Regions from separate parts of the Anser cygnoides genome. Here region 2 is linked to region 1. A link is a contact called in public Hi-C data. All regions are on one chromosome and are shown on one strand. The core of a region is the stretch at or near the end of the contact, and the rest is flanking DNA. Distances in the headings are between cores, read along the strand shown. Region 1 holds the start of AHCY (adenosylhomocysteinase). Region 2 holds the start of EIF2S2 (eukaryotic translation initiation factor 2 subunit beta).

Region 1 (2,801 bases), core at 92-2,591:
GAGGTTCTTAATGCCTTCTTTGCATCTGTCTTTACCAGCCAGACCACTTATCCTCGGGGTACTCAGCCTCCCGACCTGCAAGTCTGGGACGGGGAGCAGAAGAACCTCCGCACAGTTCAGGTGGAAACAGTTGAGACCTGCTGCTCCACCTGGACTGTCACAAGTCCATGAGGCCAGATAGGATCCACCCAAGGGTGCTGAGGGAGTTTGCTGAAGGACGTGATTGCTGGGCCGCTCTCCATCATCTATTAGTGGTCATGGTGGAGGCTTGCTAACGTGACGCCTGTCTATAAGAAGGGTCATAAGGAGGACCCAGGGAACTACAGGCCTGTCAGCCTGACCTCGGTACCAGAAAGGGTGATGGAACAGGTCATCTTCAGTGCAGTCATGCAATGTATGTAGAACCACCAGGGAATCAGGCCCAGTCAGCATGGGTTCATGAAAGGCAAATCCTGCCTGACCAACCTCATCTCTTTCCATGACCAGGTGACCCGCCTGGTGGATGAGGGAAAGGCTGTTGACGTAGTCTGCCTAGACTTCAGCAAGGCCTTTGACACACTCTTCCATAGTATTCTCCTGGAGAAGCTGGCAGCCCATGGCTTGGACAGGTACACTCTGTGCTGGGTTAAAAACTCGCTTGATGGCCAGGCCCCGAGTGTGGTGGTGAACAGAGTGACATCCAGCTGGTCACCAGTGGTGTTCCCCAGGGGTTGGTGTTGGAGCCCATCCTCTTTAATATCTTTATTGATGACTTGGATGAGGGAATTGAGTGCACCCTCACTACGACTGCAGATGACACCAAGTTGGGGGAAGTGTTGATCTGCCAGAAGGTAGGAAGGCCCTGCAGAGGGACCCGGACAGGGTGGGCAGAGGCCAATGGGATGAGGTTCAACATGGCTCAGTGTCAGGTCTTGCACTTGGGGCACAACAACCCCATGCAGCACTACAGGCTTGGGGCAGAGTGGCTCGAAAGCCGTTCAGAGGAAAAGGATCTGGGGGTGCTGATTGATGCTCGCCTCAACATGAGCCAGCAGTGTGCCCAGGTGGCCAGGAGGGCCAGCAACATCCTGGCTTGTATCAGGAATAGTGCAGCCAGCAGGGCCAGGGAGGTGACTGTGTGGGGAACGCCCCAGGCCAGCCGGCCGGGGAGCACAGCCCGCTCTGCGCCCACAGCGGCTCCGCGGCCAGCTCTGCTTTGGGGCCTGGGGCCTGCTCCGGGCCGGCGGCGCTCCAAGGCCGGTCCTGGCGATGGCTGGTGGCCGGGCCGGGCCGCTCCAACTACCGGCGGGCATCGGATCTGGGGGGTCGCCACTGCCCCGGGGGCCCGCAGAGCCCCCCCGGGGCCGCTTCCCCGGCTCACGCGAGCCGGTGCGGCCCCGCCCCGCGCACACACACGGCGGCGCCGCCTCTGCTTAAAGCGGGCCCGCGGCCGGCGCCGCCTCCTCTTCCGGCGGCCGCGGTGCCCGGCAGCATGTCGGACAAGCTGCCCTACAAAGTGGGTGAGTGCGCCCCGCGGGCTCGGCGCCGCCACGCTCCGGGAGGCGGCCGCGCCGGGGCTCCGCCGGCCGGGGGCTGCGGCTGGATGCGGCCGCCGGGGGAAGATGGCAGCTGCCGGGGGGCGCGGGCGGGGAGCGCCCGGCGGAATCGGAGCCTGGGAAGCCCCTGGGAGCTGCGGGAAGGGGCTGCGCGGCCAAACGGCAGCGAGGAGGAGCTGGGGAGCCCTCGGGCGGGCTGAGCGGGCTTCCCGAACCGCCGGGGCTCGGTGCGGGGAAGCACGAGTGCGGTTTCCGCCTGTGCTCGTGCTGCCCGCCTGCCCCGGGGCCCCCGCAGCCCTGCGCCAGCTTTGCCTCCCCTCCGGGAGCCCTGCGCCGGGCACTGCGAAGGGAAAGTGCCCTTAAATCTGGGGCCTATCTTACTCACCCCTCAACGATTTTAGTGGGTAGGTTTGTAATCTTGAACCTTCATGTAAATGGCAACAACGATAACCAACGCAAACAAAAAAAAAACCCACTCATTTTTCTAAAGAGTTTTGTGGTCTTTGAAGATTAAGACCAGAAACACTAGCCCATAAGGTTCTAGTTCATAAAAACAATTTGCCTTGGAGGAAAGAATGTGAGAGCTACAAACCTGAAATACTCCAGGAGATTCTTTTAGCAGCCCCTGGTAAGACTGCTGAGCTTTTAAGATGGGTGAGATTAAAGAAAGTCCCTGCCCACCCCTGTCATCATCATTTCAATGCCCATCCATTTCCTAGGCTTTTTCAGACCTGGTTGCTGTAATGGCCAGGCCCTGGAGCTTCAGTGGGCCCTGGGCTTCATTCTGGGATAAAATGCAATTAGCTTGTCAGTATGAACCTGGGCACTCTGGCTTGGTGTTCCTGAGTGCTCTCCAGGGCCCATTTTCACTAGGTAGCTGAATGAAATATAGCTGACCATGTTTGTAATGAAACAGTAAGCTCCTGAAATCTCTGGAAGAGATTTAAAAAAAAAAAAAAGTGTCAGGGCCTTTTGGCACTGAATGATGCTGAGGGGTAGAGCACCTGGGTGTTAGCCATTTGGCCCTTGATCTTGTAGGTGAGGCTGGAGTCTGTATACTGTGTATACTGTATACCTGTATGCAGGTGCAGTATTTTCAACCCCGAGCTAGACTGTTGGAAACCTTTTGTACAGACCTGTGACTAATGATGCTTCAATAATTATCTCTGTGGAGCCAAGGTGGGAGCCCTGCAGCTTCGTCCTTAATGGGGGGAGCTGGGTGGGGCTCAGCCCCTCGAGCCTTTGGCAGGGAGCACAGTACTCTGT
Region 2 (2,801 bases), core at 225-2,724, 150 kb after region 1:
AAAAATGCGAACCTTACTCTGGGATCTATTAAGAAATCTGTTATGGATGGGGCATCGGGGGTAATTATGCTGCTCTATTTGGTTCTGCCAAGGCATCAGATGCAAGTACCGTGCCCAGTATTGGGCATTGCACTTAAGAAACACGTATGTAAGTAAGGTGCAGAAGAGAGCAAAGAAAATGAGAAGCAAAAGAAAAGACCTCTGAAAAAGGCTGGAGGGGCTGGATTTTGCACATTTTGAAAGAGAAGACTGTGGGGACAGGACAGGAAAAGGCACAGCAATATTCCAAAGTACCGTGGGTTGACACACCGCGAACAGTGACCCTCTGTATCCTTGTGGGACATTACAACTGGCATTGGATTAAGTGGTAGCAATAAAGATGAAATTTATCAGGCACTTGAGCAGGCTGCAGAGAAAACCTCTGTCCATGGTGGTTTTTAAGAACAGCTTAGACAAATAAGATGTGGGGTGACATAAACTATAGCTATCCTGTCTCATGATAAGTGTTAAACCCATGATATCCCTATCACATAACAGCAAGTGACAAAGACACAAACGCTCTGAATTCCCAGAGAAAGGTGGTGGTATGGAATCAGGAGAGAAAAGTAATCTTTTAAATTTGGCTTTCAGAGGTTTTTTAGAAAACATATTTTAGTTATGTTGGGAAGAGCTAAAACTGATCCTGTCCTCACAGTACCTCCAGACTGATGGCTTTGTGTACGGAACAGGCTGGGTGTCATCATTTTGAACAAAGGCAAGCAAGAAAGGTAGACAAAAGGAAGATCGAAGATAGACAAGATGACCAGTCTTTTCTTGCAGCTGATTAAAAAGTTAAATGATGTACTGTGCATAATCTCCAGCTAATGTAAAAATAATAGTTCAAGTTTACATGACGTAGTAAGTTATGGGGCTCCAGAAATGTAAATGGCCTGGAAATATTAAAATGTAAAACCCCTATAACAAAGTTTTGGATGATGGCTCTGCTTTAGCACTACAGCTGGCATGGAACTGACGACCTTTTAATTCCACAGAGTTGGTCTGGGGACAGAATGTTAACGTGCACTTTGTGGTAAGCCTGTCGTGTATTGGCACCAAGTTCTCCTATTAGCTATTAAAAGGGAAACGGAACGAAAACGACGGGTTCAGACGTCGGTGCATCTGACACAGGAGGCGAAGCTGCGGCCGTGAAGCCAACGAAGAGGAGGCTGAGGGGGATCTCAGCGGGGCGTACAAGCGCCTGGAGAAGGGCAGAGGAGACAGGGGGGCAGCGGCTGGAGGCAGGGAAGTCCCAGTACACCCAGCAGGTCCCAGTACACCCAGCCCCACAGCTGGGACTGGGACGGCGCTCCCGGGGGGGGGGCCGTACAGGAGAGACCCCTAACGGCGGCCGGGGGGGGGGGGGAGGACGGCCCGACCGCGCATGCGCAGCAGCAGCCCGGCGGCTCCCGCCCGGCGCCGCGGCGGGGCGCGCAGGCGCGGCGCTGCGGGGGAGGGGAGCGCTGATGCAAGAGGCGAGCGCGGCGGTCGCAGGCGAGGGCTGGTCGCGTCCCTGAGCCCCGCCGCTCCCCGCTCCCGCCCTCTCCTCTCCTCCTTCTCCTCGTCCCTCTCCGCTCCCGGCCGCAGCCATGTCGGGCGACGAGGTGAGGCCCGGCGGTCGCCGCCGTCGGGGATGGGGGAGCCGGGCCCGAGGCCTACGCCGCGGCCGCCATGTGGGAGACCGGGCCTGAGGCCTCCGCCCCGGGGCAGGGCCGGCGCCTCGCCCCCCCCCCTCACCGCGGGCCCTGGCGGCCGCTGCCCCGGAGCTGGGGGGGGCCCCGCGGCCGCCTCTCACGGCGGGGACCGGGCCGGGGGCCGCCGCCTGCCTGGCTCGGGGCCCTGCCGGGCCTCTCCCCGCCGCGCCCAGGCCCGTGGAGGGGGGGCGGCGGCTCCGGTCCTGAAGGGGGGCCCGGCCTCGCCCGGAGCTCCTCGCCCCTCGCCCGGCGGCAGAGCGAGGGCCGGGAGGAAGGCAGGCTGCCCCCCTCCCCCGCCCCCCCCGCCGTGCCGTGCTCCTCGAGCGGTGTTCAGCGCGTGGCCTGGCGGCTCGTCTGCTTTTGGGGCTTGAGTATCTCGTCTTCTGACCCTGGAAGCTGCTTCTCGACGAGTGATAAGCGAAAGCTATCCAGCTGTGGTGGTTCCTTGTGTACACGCCTAGGGAAGCGAATATGCCAATGTCTGAGGAGTTTTTCAAACGTTGTAGGGTTTGTGTGTTGTACCTTTAGTAACCTCATTTCAGGTGCTCTCCTGGGGAAACAGAAAGCTCTCCATGCCCAAGGTTATGGGCACCCTGAGGGGTGACTGCTGGGAGCTGCGCTGGCAGAATCCATGACATGGCTGCTTTGGGTCTTTTATCTTTTCACTGGTGTTGCTTAAAATGCCTCTGTGGCTCTTCTCCATATGAGCAGAGCACAGTCACACTAACCTTGGTGACAGACGAGTCATACCTTTTCTGATATAATAAACAACAACTAGCGTACTTATTACTCTAATGGTAGCTGAGGCTGGTTCATCCAGCTGCTTGGAATGAATGTGCTGCATTTTTATGCCTAATTGTGTGCCTGCAACTGCACTTCTAATGTCTAGGTTAGGAAATAAGGACCCTTGCATCAGCTGCTTTCTATTTCAGGTGCCCATAAGAGCATAGAGCAGCTAGTCTGCAGTTTACTGGTTTAGATTTAGTTCGTGTCACTTTATTTATATTGCTTAATGCATTTGCTCTGATACTCACCTGAGATCAGGAATATCTAGTGTAATAAAGTTACATC

Evidence for each region. A called contact is a pair of places that touch in the nucleus more often than the background predicts.
Region 2: a Hi-C map of liver shows a contact between it and region 1, with 1.9 times the contacts expected there. The contact joins the promoter of EIF2S2 here to the promoter of AHCY in region 1. A contact is called at or near these places in 2 of 7 Hi-C or Micro-C datasets (both in liver).

The regions. Positions count from the first base shown.
Region 1 is chr16:10,707,776-10,710,576 of Taihu_goose_T2T_genome, forward strand. AHCY (adenosylhomocysteinase) reads left to right here and starts at 1,342. Exons shown (of 10, transcript XM_013189264.3): 1 at 1,342-1,499. The coding sequence starts at 1,472.
Region 2 is chr16:10,859,369-10,862,169 of Taihu_goose_T2T_genome, forward strand. It overlaps EIF2S2 (eukaryotic translation initiation factor 2 subunit beta), which reads left to right and starts at 1,475. Exons shown (of 9, transcript XM_048072512.2): 1 at 1,475-1,640. The coding sequence starts at 1,626.